Linked DNA regions of Hordeum vulgare: region 1 is linked to region 2. A link is a contact called in public Hi-C data. All regions are on one chromosome and are shown on one strand. Each heading gives the region's core, a stretch centred on a gene start, on an enhancer-like site or on the middle of the called end of the contact. The rest is flanking DNA. Distances are from core to core; before and after follow the strand shown. Region 1 holds the start of LOC123399577 (structural maintenance of chromosomes protein 6B-like). Region 2 holds the start of LOC123397644.

What was found. Hi-C and Micro-C count contacts between places; a contact is called where the count stands out from the background.
Region 1: a Hi-C map of seedling shows a contact between it and region 2, with 4 times the contacts expected there. The contact joins the promoter of LOC123399577 here to the promoter of LOC123397644 in region 2. A contact is called at or near these places in 1 of 6 Hi-C or Micro-C datasets (seedling) and 1 of 1 datasets of contacts at active chromatin or transcription factors (embryo).

Annotation. Positions count from the first base shown.
Region 1 is chr5H:352,183,614-352,191,079 of MorexV3_pseudomolecules_assembly, reverse strand. LOC123399577 (structural maintenance of chromosomes protein 6B-like) reads right to left here and starts at 4,331. Exons shown (of 28, transcript XM_045093980.1): 1 at 4,181-4,331; 2 at 3,996-4,101; 3 at 2,574-2,707; 4 at 1,479-1,534. The coding sequence starts at 4,286.
Region 2 is chr5H:351,832,202-351,839,654 of MorexV3_pseudomolecules_assembly, reverse strand. LOC123397644 reads left to right here and starts at 1,423. Exons shown (of 5, transcript XM_045092182.1): 1 at 1,423-1,898; 2 at 3,394-3,547; 3 at 4,415-4,635; 4 at 6,466-6,639; 5 at 6,753-7,245. The coding sequence starts at 1,707. The coding sequence ends at 6,839.

The DNA of each region.
Region 1 (7,466 bases), core at 3,082-5,581, 350 kb before region 2:
AAGATGACAGACCAAGGTGCAAGAGGGAATTAGGTGAAGTGCTAATATGATTGCGCACTTGTGCACACAAAGCCCTGCTTGACAGCTCAGTAAGCTCCATACACAAAGGCTTGATTGATAATTCAGTAAGCTCTGCACATATGAAGGCCTCCTTGACGATTCAACAAGCTCTTGTACATAGGCAGGCGTAGTGCACCAACTGAACTGTGTCACTTTATCCTTTCCCATTGGTTGACATGCCATGTGTTACTGACAGATCTGGCAGCATGGGCTAGGGGCGAAAAGCAGACATGGCGAGGGCAATGGCAAAGGCAAAGGAAGGAACTTCAGCTCGCTTTAAAGTTCCTTGAGGTGATGGTGCCGCGCATCTGCTGCTCTGCGGAGGCACGTAAAGCACAGGTTTTACTTTCTCTTCCACATGGTCTCTACTTTTATGTTTTATCCCTTTCTTTTCAATTCCTAAACCCATACTCGTGGAAAGAGCTTGGATCAACGCCCTTCCCCATTCCTCACCTAGCGAGTAACATATCTTCCTCCCCTCTCATAAATATAGCACAAGCATGTTAACATTTATTTTGTAAAGTTTATACTGGTTAGTGAGTTTGTCATATCTTAGAATGTGCATGCATGTTGAATTAGCTGGGTTACTAATAGGAGAGAACATGGGTATAGGATGAGTTATTAGCCCATGAATATACTTAGGCCTCCTTTGCTATACAGTAATTTCATAGGAATTCTAAAGGATAGGAATCTTATAGGAAAAATCCTTTGGAGCCCTTTGATTTGTAGAAATGGATTCCTATTTCTATGTAGGATAGGAATAAATCCTTGACATTTCAAAGGAAATAAAACATTAGCATAGACTCAATGAAAAAATTCCTATCCTATGCATCAAATGAAATCTCTTTCCCTCCATGAATTGATACACATGTCATCTCACTTCCTATGATTTTATGGGTTTCAGCTCTAGCCTACCCCAACTTGTTTGAGACTAAAGGCTTTGTTGTTGTTGTATGTTATTCCTATCCTATGAACCAAAGGAGGCCTTACAGTAATAAGACAAAAACAAAACAATTAGCATGTATATGCGCATCCCAATGAAATCTCTTCATGCATGTCTCGTGTCTGAGTAGTCAGTAGAGAGAGAACAAGGAGAGCAAGCAGACAGGAAGGGGGGGTGGATATGTGATTGTGAAGCTGACCAATAGCATAATCGCGGCAGAGAGAGAGAAAAAGCCAGAGAGGAAGAGAGCATGGTGTCTTCTTGTAGCTGTTTTAATATATCTTCCCTTACATACAGTTATTTATCTATATGAACACACGCAAGGGTGCAGCGAGGACAAGTAGATGAAGGGTCCATCAGTTTCTACACCTTTTTCCCGTAACTGACCCAATACAGAAAGAGAACAGTAAACAAACAATTGGATGAGTGAAACCACTACATAAAATTAGTATTCATCAGCAAACAAGCAACTTACATTAAAATGTTCAATTATCTCATTAAGATCATCTTTGCGATTTGCCACCTTCCTACCTGTTCCAGCACATATGATCACAATATGCACAGTATAGTATAGCATGGTAAAATATTGTGCAGTTAGTAAATACAAATACAAGAATGGCTACTGTAGTTAATTAATTAATATACGCTCCGATCCATATTAACTGCCGCAGCTTTAGTACAACTTTATACTAAAGCTCCAACAAGTAAAATGGTCGGAGGGATTGGTAAATTTACAGCAATCATCCATTTGATCAATTTAACCAGTTCAGAATTTACTGTCACTTTCAATTTAAGCGAGGACTCTCATCTAACAGCAATCAGATGTGCATGATGCGATTTGGACCATGCAGAAGTCTTTTGTGGTAGCACCATCTGTAGGTGAGCTCAACTGAGATTAAGTTTTTTTCCCTGGAAAGAATGAATTAAGCGCTACCAGTGTTTATTTTCATGCCTAACTACTCCCTCTGTTCCTAAATATAAGATGTTTTGGCAGTTCAATTTAAACTGCCAAAACGTCTTATACATTTATAAACAGAGGTAGTAGCATTTAACAATGTATGCAACATGTAAATACCTAGTACACATAAAGATTATCTGAGCCTAATTACAAGTAAAAAGGCAGACTTTCTGCAGCCATGCAAACATGTACAGTAAGTAGTCAAGCACAAGCAACACGTGTGTCGTTTGCCAACATGGAAAGTTGAGACAACTAAGGATAGGAAAGATGTGATAATTTAATTAAAACTTGAGATAACCACTAAACAGAATAAAGATATGCAGTCAACACACAAGAATGGATAATGAATGGAGAAATGCAACAATCACAAGTTCAGAATGTGTCATCTTTGAATAGAAAAATACTACTAAAAACTGAGAACTCTGGTAAGGTCACAGAAAAAATAGGATTGCCATTAAAATAATACAGAGTAGAGGTTAGCAAAGTGAGAACTGAAACCTAAAGTACTAAATTTGACAGCTAAAACAGAATCTAAACAACTTTACACATGAAATGTTTATAATAGACGGGCACAACCAACAACTGGGAGGAAGATGGATCAAGTATGAGTACCATGTTGATCCTTCAAAATCGTAGAACTCGATGACTCAGTAATCCTGCGTTCCAATTTAATTAAGTTTCCATATACATCAGGCTTGAACGAGTCTTCCCCTTGGTTGTTGATGTCGACAGCAATCGCTGCATAACTGCGATTTAAATTTAACAAAATAAACTATACTAAATCGAACACGAAAGAGAGATAGAACAGTCAGAGGATAAATGCTATCATGATCGATGCAGTCATCAATTCCACAATCATACGTAAGACCATAGCTACTAAAGCAGGGCCGGTCATTCACCCAGCCAACCTTCTGATTTAATGTTCAGTCGCTCAACTGGTGGTTGACCATTTGGAATGATTAACATTATTTTATTAGGCCAAGGGCAGTCCTTTGGTGAACCAGCAGGTTCAGACGCTATTTCACCAATTTGCAAAGATCTAACCCCAGAGACTGTATGCTTTTAATAGGCAGCCTCTGTTGAATTTTTACAGAAGAATCTTCAAGCTAAACTAAGTTACTATGCTATATGTTTATTATAGAACAAAATACATGCATACAGATTGTTGTTAGAAAAACACTATATGACCCATGAAAAAAGAATGATGGATGTCTGGATTACCCGAACATGTATGGAATTTTTCAACCGAAATGATGTCTTTCTGAGTAAAACTATAGGCATATAGGAGTATTCATACGATAACATGTATGATTTTTTATGGATCTTTTCAAACAAGTGCTTGTATGGGACCTACCAACCTAATATTATTGTGCTATATCTGGCAACAGTTAAAACTTCCGTGTGACCTGCTGCAAAGTGAAAGAAGTGGCAACCTGCCTGGTGCAAAGTGCAAACTCTTTTAATATTAATATCAACAGTGTGATGTGCGACAAAAATACATCAATTAATGCAATAAAACCAGACCGGTGTTTTAAGTTTTTTGACAAACCATGTGATCTCTCTTCTTTGCTCTGAACCATACAGCTGCAACATTGCCTAAAAATGACTATGGCATATTTTCAGGTTATACAGCTTTGAAGAATATTAGTGACAATTTAAGTGCAACGCATGCTGTTCAAATGTTCAATAAATATTTTCATATAATAAAAATTGACCCAAGTGCTAGCAGCATAACACTACTTTTGCTTTAATCCGGTCCCAACACCTCACCAACTTGTTAGGACCGACAGGGATCATGCCCAACCAAAGAGATTGTCTAACCCTCAATGTTCCTAAATGGTGTGCAAAAACCGTATCCGGAAACCCATCTACAGAAATGCAGCAATCATCATACCAATCTGCACCATACAGCAGCTATTCCCAACCAACAACTATCTCGCGACAAAATCTATTTTTTCCGTAGTGACTCAGCTATTATTAGTGATTTAGAAGACAAAACAAAAGATACTGGAGGGTGCAGAATGCGGACGCAACCTGCAGCCAGTCTTGATGAAATCTTTAATGCTGGCGGCCCGCTGCGTGTTCTTGGCGCGGCAGCCGAAGGCGATGCACAGAGCCGTCAAGATCGCGCTCTTTCCGCCTGCGCCAGCACGACCAAGAAAAGGCGCGTCGGTGAGGGAGAGAAAAGGGGGGGAACTAGGGTTTGGGTGGAAGCGTACTGCCGTTCTGCCCGGTGATGAAATTGACGTGCTCGCCGAGATCGATGTGCAGGCTGGAGTGGCACATGAAGTTCTCCAGCCGGATGCGGGAGATAGTCCCCGCCATCGCCGCTCCCTTCCACCTCGCCGGCGATTCGGAAGCTGGGGCGCGGGGGGGGGGGGGGGGGGGGGGGGGCCTTCTAGTGGGGGGGGGTTTCTTTTTTTTGGGGGGGGGGACTTCTGGTGTGGTGGGCGGTTCGCTGGCGGGAGAAAGCCCGCTAAAACTGAGGACTGGCGGGAGGGGGCGAGGGGAGCGGGAGGTCCTATTGGACGGGGGTTGATCTGCCCCGGCGCGCCGGCCCAGATTTTCGGTGGGCCGGCGCGGGCTGCAGGATCCATCAATCCCGCTCGTCCGCATCGTTGGATTCGCATGCAATATTTTTCTTCCTATGCAGCAAAATTTCGATGCCATGCAGTAATTTTTTCAACGGTTGCAACAAAAAATAAAATTTGTAGCAAAAAAAATATCTACGTGATCGTAGCAAAAAAATGAAGCTGATGGTATGTGGTAGCAAAAGTCAAACGCCGGTTGTAACAAAAATTTACGTGACGTGTATGCAACTTTTTAGTAAACGGTTGCAGCAAAACATGATGCCGCTTATAGCAAAAATTAACACGGTTGTAGCAAAAAATCCGACGAACTAGAGTTGCAACCAAACGTATATGCAGCTTTTTTACTGAGACAAAATATAGTAAAAAAACGCTTGCAGCAAAAATGACGCAGGTTGCAACATATTTAGACGAAAAATGTTGCATTCATTAACCGGAGAAGCGCGCGGATGAAAAAATGTTGCAAGGGCCCGCGCGCGTCAGGGAACGACCGGCGCGTCTGTTCGGCCGGCGCGCGGGTGGGAAACGATTCCCTATTAAATGCTCTTTGCGTCAGCAGCGCGCGGACGTATAGAGAAATCGCGACTGAGCCGGCCCACTAACAGAAAATAAAGGATAAAATCCAAAACATTTAGATACAAATTTACCCCATGATACATGAAGTTAGCAAAATCCAAATTCAAAAAAAATTATATTTTTTCATATTTCGGAATATTTTTGCGTAAAATCCGAAACATTTCTATAAAAAAAATTGGAACATTTTTTCAAATTCCCGAACGTTTTTCTAATTCCGTAACATTTTTTCAAAATTTCAGAAGATTTTTTTCAAACTAAGGAACATTTTTAAAATTCCAGAACATTTTTTTCAGATCCCAGAACATTTTTTCAAATTCTGGAACATACTTTTGAAAATACGAAACATTCTTCAAATTGCGGAACTTTTTTTTCAATTCCGAAACATTATTTTTTCAAATTCCAGATATTTTTTCAAATCCCGGAACATTTTTCTAAAATCCAAAAAAAATGAAAACCAAGAACACTTTTTGAAAGTCAAAACTTTTTACAAAATCTAGAACATTTTTTAAAATCCAGAACAATTTTTTAAAAAGCGAGAACATTTTTAGAATTTGAATAACATTTTTTAAAATAGAAAGGTAAAAAAGAAAAAAACTGGTTCAGGGATCCTTCTAGAAGTTTTCCAAAACCAAGAAAAATCAGTTGGAACCTCTAGAAGGTTTCCAAAACCGGAACGCTCGAGCAGTTATATGGTTTGGCCCGTTGCGTCACTGCTCGACCGCTTGCATGTGCGAAGCGGCGACTGCTTGACGCAACAAGCGACAAATAGAATATTCCGAGGGGAGCGCCTACGCTTCACGGGGAAGAGCGCGATCTCTACACGGGTTGCGATCCATTAGCTTTGACCGCTAGTTGTACCCTTGCAAAATCACTCTCACCTTCCCATGTTACGACAAATGACGCACATATGTGTCATTTGTTGTAACCTGGATTATTTTATTTTTCATAGATCCATTATTTTCAAAATGTTTTATTTTTAAAAATATGTGTTTAAATCTCGAACCATTTTTGTCGTTGAATTATTTATATCGAGATCTTCAAAACTAGATTTCATATTGATAGGTTTTGATGAAAAAAAATCATGAAAAAATTGTGTCTCTCGTGAAAGAAAGAAATGAGTTATCCGTACCTCTCCCGGAAGCAAAAAAAACGTGTTTCTCGTGAAAGAGAAAAAAGAAAAACATTGTTTTTCGTTTTCGGGAGGCGCGGACGAGTCTCGCGCAAAAACAAATTCGTGTCTCGCGTGGAAGCACAACAGTGCCTCTCGCAAAAGAAAAAATAGTAAACACATTTTTTTTATGAGGGGCACATCTGTGTCTCTCAGTTCACGACTCCGACGAAAGAAAAACGTGTTTTTCAAAGAAAAATCGTGTTTTTTTGTTTATGAGGGGGGAAGCTAGGGTTTGGGTGGAAGCGTACTGTCATTCTGCCCGGTGATGAAATTGACGTGCTCGCCGAGCTCGACGTGGAGGCTGGAGTGGCACATGAAGTTCTCCAGCCCGATGCGGGAGTTAGTCCACGCCATCGCCGCTCCCTTCCACCTCGTCGGTGATTCGAAAGCTGAGACGACGAAGATTTAGGGATTTTTCGGGGGGGCGGGCTTCTAGGGTTTTCCTTCTTTTTTTCGAGGGGGGGACTTCTGGTGTAGTGGGTGGTTCGCTCGGCAGGAGAAAGCCCGCTAAAACTGAGGACTGGGCGGGAGCGGTCGAGGGGAGCGCCTACGCTTCAGGCGGAAAGAGCGCGATCTCTACACGGGCCGCGCCCCATTAGCTTTGACCGCTAGCTGTACCCTTGCACAATCACTCTCGCCTTCTTATGTTACGACAAATGACGCACATGTGTGTTATTTGTCGTAACCTAGAAATTTCCGGGAGGCACATACGTGTATCTGACGACAAAACAAATATGTGCCTCTCATGAAAGCACAACAGTACCTCTCGCAAAAGGAAAAAACAGTAAACATTTTTTTTGTTAATGAGGGGCACATCTATGTCTCTTGCAAAAGCAATTACGCGCCTCCGACAAAAGAAAAACGTGTTTTTAAAGAAAAATCGTGTTTTTCGTTCAAAAGATGATTATTATTTTTGTCCAAAACCTAAGAAAGAGTAGTGAAAAATCGAAACACCGGAAAACATGAGAGAAATACCTTAAAAACGAAAACGTGTGCGAACAAAATAAAACGAAGGAAACACTCAAAACACACCACGTAGCAACGACTGAGAACGCGTTAAGTGATGACGCGTGGGAGTGATCGTTGAAAGACTCTCCAAGGAGCGCTTGGCAGCTAGTTGCTCTCTGAAGGAGCGCTCGCCTATTAGTTACCACTTGGCACGTTCTTAGT
Region 2 (7,453 bases), core at 174-2,673:
GTAATTCTATGAACAAAAGGAGAACACAATATGTAGTTGTCATCAAAGAGTTGTCGCACATGAAATACATTTGTCGATAATTCATATTGACACCACGAGTGTAAAAACAACTATCAACAAGTTCCCTCTCAGATTCACTAAGATCCTCAAGCGCTACAAAAAAAAAATTCAAATGTCCAGAAGAACAGGAAAACGTATCACGTGAAACAAAATTTAAAATTCTTTAAAAACGAACCTTACAAACATAGTGGAAAGGGAACAACATATCACCATGATAAAAATCAACACCAACCATAGTTCAATAGTGCTCAAGCCTAATAGTCATAATGTCACGATGACGGAGACCATAATCATTCACCAGTCCATGTGATGAAGGACCGTGAAATTTACTGTTCACCGACCATGGATAAACAGAACACCATATAAGTCATCCTCACTACTGTGAAGAGCAAGATCCATATCTTTATCAGCCATCTGAATAGCTAAAGGCCTGCACTGCTCAATTTACCGAACAAGATGTGATCTAACACTACACGTAATATACTACAAAAACAATGAAAGCAACCATGAGAATCATACAAACAAAACATTAGAATACTTTCCATCCAAAACAACATCAACCATATGCAACAACCAGATAAAGAAGACATAGAATCTTATAACACGCCTCGAACAACGCCGATCCAGCACCACCGTGAACATAGAGGCACAAGAATCAAACGAGGGACAAGGGTCACCTGACACTCGACAAAAGGAGCAAATTACCTACAAAGAAACCATGACCACTAAGAACTGATTACACAACCAAGTTGAAAGTTGCCATCTGATCGTGTTTGAAGCCCCCACCCGTAATTACCCCATAAATCTCCGTTATCCAGAAATATAATGGGAAAAAGAAAACAGGAAACAAGGAACCAAAGGAGAAACACAGTTACCGCCCGAGAGGTCACACCGAGACACGACGATGCAATTACCGGGGGGCGACGACGGCGGGGAGACGACATCGCGGCGACGACAACGGGCAAACCACGGCGCGACGATGGAAAAGGGAAACAAAGTAAACCTCAAACAGATCTGAAGAAACAGATCAAAACAATCCCACAAAACCTAAATTGTTTAAGAACTAAAGTGTAAAAGGAAAAACCAAAAAACACAAATAAAAAACCGGAAATAACAGACTGCTTCTCCGCGCGACAAACGTGAGAAGTGGAGCGCGTTTGAAAAGTCTCAAGCACAACCACACCACGACATTTGTCACGTGTGGATCTTATCCTAATAAACCATGCGAGAAGTACTTTCTAATTAGTGATTTCGTGTTCTTCGTTAGCGTCGGTTGATCCGTGGAACCCTAGCTTTGCGTCGGTTCCTCCCTATGTTTTTTTGAAGGGTGGTTCCTCCCTTTGTTGAGGCCACCAGAAGCAAGCAAAGCACAAGCACGGACGGGCCATCGGCCTGCCCGCCCAAACGTCTCCCTTCCTTGCCCGAGTCGTCCCAGCCTTTTCCTCCGGCCTCCCCACACTACCCTCGAGCGCCGCTCCCCTCGGCACCCGTACAAATCCACGCCGCCCTCCCACGAAACCCTAACCAGAACGCCCTCCACCTCACGAGGGAGGCAGTGGCGGCGTGGGCAACCGCGGCAAGAGGAGTAAGGAGACGAGAAGGAGCAGCAGCTGGAGAGGGCTGCGGCCTGCGCGGCATTTGCGGCGATGTCCGCGTCTATGTGTCGGAAGCGGGCGTCCTCCTTCTCCGAGGAACACACCCACGCTGAGGCGTCGTCCTCACCGCCCTCCAAGCGCGCACGCTTCCGCGCAGACGGCGGCAGCCCCAGGCCGCGCGGCGTCGTCGACTCCGACCTGGTGGCCGTGATCCGTGCGCGGTTCCCTTCCGTGAGGCTTGAGGTAATGCCACCCTGCTCGAATCCATTCACAAGCGGATATGGTTATGCTTCCTTGCTCCAATTGACTGTAGGAAATGTTTCGTGTGATGTAAATCTGTTCTTTCACTTGAAATAAGTAGTAGCTCCCGCTGATGTGGCTGTGCAAGGAGCAAGAGTACCCACGCGCTGATGTAGCCGTCGCACTCAGGTTGTTACCGCTGAGCCAGTGTCTGCATGCTTTCCAGCCCTCTGGGAGTGGGTGCTAAGTTCCCATTGATAAGGTTAGATGGAGTTGCAGGAACAAGATAGTTTGTTTTAGCTTGTGCTTTTAGTAATTGTGTGCCCTTTTTAATTGTTGAATTTGTTGTTTGTGATCATTTTATGCTGATTTGGAGATAGGATATGTGTGCCTATATATTGCCTGCATTATGCATTCATTCTGGGAGATTTTAGTAAGAAATATATTTGTTGTCCGTCCCTTCCCCGGACCCTGCACAAGCGGGAGCTACGTGCACCGGGCTGCCCTTTTTAAATATATTTGCTGTGACTATAAATATGCAACAGCTGGCAGTTCTAACAAATAATAACGTGGCACCGACAACCTTGTCTGGATTGGATGAACATGGTAACCGGTACCATCACAAATCCCTGTTGGTTAGATGGTCTTCTTTCCGCCCGTTTTGTACTATGAGTGGTCATGCCAGTTACAGTTACTGTGTTTCTTGGCTTAGATAGGATGCCGCTGTTTGATTTTGCATTCATGCCATGTGTTGTCTTGCTAGCTTACATGGAATGCTATCCTCTGATTCTTCAACTCTCCGAAATTGTTAAAAAGTGGTAACGTCATCCTGCCATAGCTAGATATTTTTACCCTTCTATTGAATTGTCCAGTGTTGAAGAAAGCGTTTTTAAGCCACACTTAAGCGCTGAGCAATGTCAAAACACTTTGCTTTGGCACTAAACGATGGATTAAGCATATTTAAAAAAACTGGCCAGAATTTGGCTATTTTCGAACTACTGCTTGGCTGCTTGCGCAATAATGGCAATATGCCATTTATCTTATTGTCTGTTCGGGAACTATTTCCTTCAGATTCTGTCCACAGTATCTCTATTAAGCTATGTCTATTTGAACTGAACTGCATTTTAGTTGTTATTTTGCTTGCTGTGTGAACCTGATGTGTATTTGCTACGGTGTAATGCTATTTCAGTTACCTATGTGGTATGTGTTATGTTTCCTATTTTCCTGTGCATATTATTAAAAAACAGTAAAATTCAGACCAATTTTAAAAAATGCTTAAGCGTGCTCTCAGCTATGCCCTTCCCCTTCACTTACGCTTTCCGCTTTTTTGAACATTCGAATTGTCACATTTGCTTATTGACAAGTTACATGGAGTTTGCTAAATTGGTATAAGTATGTCACTTTTGAGAGCTTATTGTGCCACTTTTGAGAGCTTATTGGATTTGGCAACTAAACCTACTCACTATTTGAAGCCTTACAGAAGCTTTTCTCATTTCAGTTCATTGAAAAGGCTCTGGAAGAATGTGAAAATGATTTGGATTCAGCAATGAAGTATTTACTTCCTCTACACTTAGAACCCACAGGATATAATGTGGATCCTGTGCATCAATCTCCCAATGAAATGTCTACTGAGGTTCAAGTGCCCAATGAAGGTAGTCTTTCATTGTAGTCTGATCCTTTATGTGATGTTGACACCATTTAATCTAGAAGAAAACCAAGTAATGCAAAAAGCTTTGCGTCTCGATGCATTGATAGAGGAAAAACAATTCTCTATAACTTACTCACGTCACCCCCTAAGCACTAAGCTCCGCCTGTAGCGATGCCTGGACACTGTAATCTTTGTTGTTTTGAATTAGATTTGCTTCCTCTTGGCATTGATAGATTGTACCACACTTGCGGTTAAGCATTTTACTCTGTCAGTTATCATTGTCAGTTACTATGTTAGTATACACTCTCCTAGGTTGTCTCAGCACTGTTTTTCCAGCAGGAGACCTCCACATATCTGTGAAATTGGTTGAAATAAATGTTCTATGTAATGCAATGCTATTACATTTTAGCACTTTGGCGAAGTACTTCTCCCTTGTGCAAGAAGGTCCTGAGTTTATGCTTCCTCTCTGCATTTGCACTATGCAGGGTAGGTATTGCCTTGTATAATCCTTCCCAGACCCCACCTGGCGTGGGAGCTCTAACACTGGGTCTGTCCTTTTAATGCTATTACATTCTACCTTTGTACTTCTGTTCATATTTACGTGACTTTAAGCCTTCTGTTACTTTAAGGAATTTACTAAAATAACCACATAACTGTATACTCCTTTTCAGCAATATGTCTTGTGCTAAGTAAAATACGCCCTGTTTAATGCAAGTAGCATGCTTTAGATAACAGATGCTTTACATAATGATTTATTCGGCCATGGGAATTGCGCATCCATGTTTTATGTTTTGATAAGATTAATTTGTGGATATCTCTTTCATAAAAGCGATGATCTTAAGAATGACAGCTATCTTGCTTTATGCTATAGGTATTGCAGAATGTAATGAAGTTCCTGCACCCGTAGGAAGTGTTCTTGGTGCAGAGAACCTTCAATCAGGTATCACCCAATGGGTTGAGATTCTTATGAATGAGATGGCAAGTGCCTCTAATTCAGATGATGCAAAGGCTCGTGCGTCAATAGTACTGGAGGCTTATGAAAAGTCCACGTCCTCTTGTATCCGTACAGAAGCAATGCAGAAATATCAGAAGGTAGTTGAATACCCCTTCCAAAGCACTTCAGAACTTGCCTGCTTGTTACCTGTCTAATTTTTGATACTTGTTATTGGTTTTGTGCTTTTATCCTTGTCCTTTGATTTTGGCTTCTCGAGCAATATAGGTTTGTGCTTTGTAGCTTGATTCCAGTGACTGGTGGGAAACTCTATAAGTGGCTTGAGGGCCAAGTATTGGTAACCGATGGTTTGCATAGGTCCACGCCTGGTAGAGATCTTATCAGTAATGAAGGCTTCCAAAAATGTGTCACATATCAATAATGGCTTTCCAAAAATGTACTTTGCATAAAACTTCCGCTTTCTGAAATGTACTATTCCATGGGGGACTTGCTCCCTTATTTCCACATTTTGTTTTGTTTAAATTACCTTCTCCGTGTTTTTCATTATTGTAATTTACTCCCTTTGTAAAGAAATGTAAGAGCGCTTAGATCACTAAAGTATTTACTAGTGATTGCTAGAAATCAAACCTTAGCATTTTCATACGATGGTCTATTTGTATCACCAAAGAACTAGCCATGGATAGGGGTGCGTGGAAGTTAGCTATCTATGTGCCAGAACCATGACTTAGTTACGAGATCTTACGGGTTTCAACTCTAGCCTACCCCAACTTGTTTGGGACTGAAAGGCTTTGTTGTTGTTGTTGTTGTTGGTGGTGGTGGTTTTGTTCACTTCTATAGGGTAATACTTCCTCCTTTTGGGTTTACAAGGCCTGTATGTATTTTAAGATTATTTTCACCACCAGTTAGACCATAAAAATTATAATATTGAAACTTCTTTCGAAGACTGAATACAAATTTAATGGTATACTTACGACATATAATTACGAGTTTTTTGTTAGTCAAATTTATGGTCTAAGCTGACCTCAAAATACGTGCAGACCTTCTAAACCCTAAAGGAGGTAGTTCCTGTTGTGTTTACTCGTAGTTTATTTGATCATGTACGTAATTTAGTTAAAATATTGAGTGGTAAACATGATAGAAGAAATTCAGGTGCGCAGGGAAATCTTTGATTCCTTACCTTTTTGGGAGATTAAAAGCGAAGCTATGGCACGTTGTACAGCTATACTAGCTACAACCGGTCGACCGCTATAGCTCGCTATCAGCTATAGCTATTACCTTGTAAGTGCGCATGAGCCAAAAATAGCATGTAATTATTTGTACACGCAAATTTAATCCAAAACGACCACATGTTAACTAAATAAAAAGATAGAAATCCAAACAATGTAGCATCCAATCTATCTTGGGAGGTTGTTTTATCTTGGAGCATAGGCCGGTTGGCGACTGCTTCAAGACGACTCTCACCGATACTCATGATATTGCAACCAGAACAAAATAGATCATTGATCCAATTAGTTAAATGATGGATCCTCTTTAGTCCTTGGCTAGTGTTTTTCGATAGTCACTTGTTTTTATCTTTTTCCTATAAAAATGCTATTGTAAATAGCTTCCGTGATAGCTGACATAGCTATAGCTTGGACCTCACCGCGATGCAGCAAAAAACTTGGTTTTGAAACCTTGATTCCATATGTAAAGTATTTATCAGTACATGTTTCATGTCTTTGGATATTCCTGTTGGTTGATTAAGTTGACTTACCGCGCAGTTCTGCTATTACAGCCCCATTACGAATACGAATAAAATATATTAATGTATGGTGGTTTAAAGCATAAATTAGGTTTATAATGGCAGTTGAACTGCATTGCAGCAAGTGTCTGCGGGTTTACATAATATGTTTACTATTGAAAGTACGTGAAGCAAAATTAGAATTTGATTGATTTTGTGCTCACCCTGAGAAATCTTTTCTTTCAAACAGGATTTTTTGCTGTACAAGGAACAATTTGAAGCTGTCAATAAAGAAAATACTATTCTTAAGAAAGCTGTGGCAATTCAACATGAACGCCAGAAGGAGCATGACGAGAGAAACCAGGAGCTTCAGCAACTAAAGCAGTTGGTTATGCAGTACCGGGAACAAATTAGAAGTCTCGAGGTGCAGTATTCTTGCCACCCTGCTATCCCCTTTTTTATCATGTCTATGATGTAGAGTACCTTAGAACGGTTGTGGCAAATGATGTTTTTTGTTTTCTTTCTGCTTGTGTACAGATAAACAACTACGCCTTGTCCATGCACCTCAGACAATCTCAGCAGGGCAACTCGATTCCAGGGCACTTTCATCGGGACATTTTGTGAAACCAGAAGCCCAATACCAGGTCTCAGCATGAGGACAAGTTGCAGGTCTTGTTGTTACTGGCTATATTTAAGATATTATAGGCAAGTGATACCACAGGTTGATTTATGGTGATGTTAGACCATTGTACCTCTGTATAGTGTGCTGATTCCCTCTCCCATGGGGAGGGAGGGAAGGCAGCCCAGCCTGAGTCGTGCTGTTGTCTAAGAACAGACATAATGTTATAAGTTTGAAAGTAAGTAGAAAAACACATTAGATCAACACAGATATGCGGTTTTTCATGTTGTGTCGGTGATCACAAAATGTTCAGTTTTGCTCATGCTGTTACGGGGAACGTGTGGCTTTTTCCCTGTAAGTGTTAGCTGTTGCAAGCTGCACAAGTTACTCCAGTAAGTTTGTGGCGTGTTATTCACTTGTCTTGTTTTCTGTTGATGCAAGTTATCTTTAGCGAAATTACTTTACGTATGACACTTAGCATACGATTTTCGTACGACTCCTAATCCAATGGCATGCTGCAGTTTAGTCCTGCATATAAACGGTCTGATCCGAACTGTAAGTCGTACATCTTGTGTCGTACTCATAGCAGGTCTATCTTTAGGCTCTAGTTTGTGTTGTC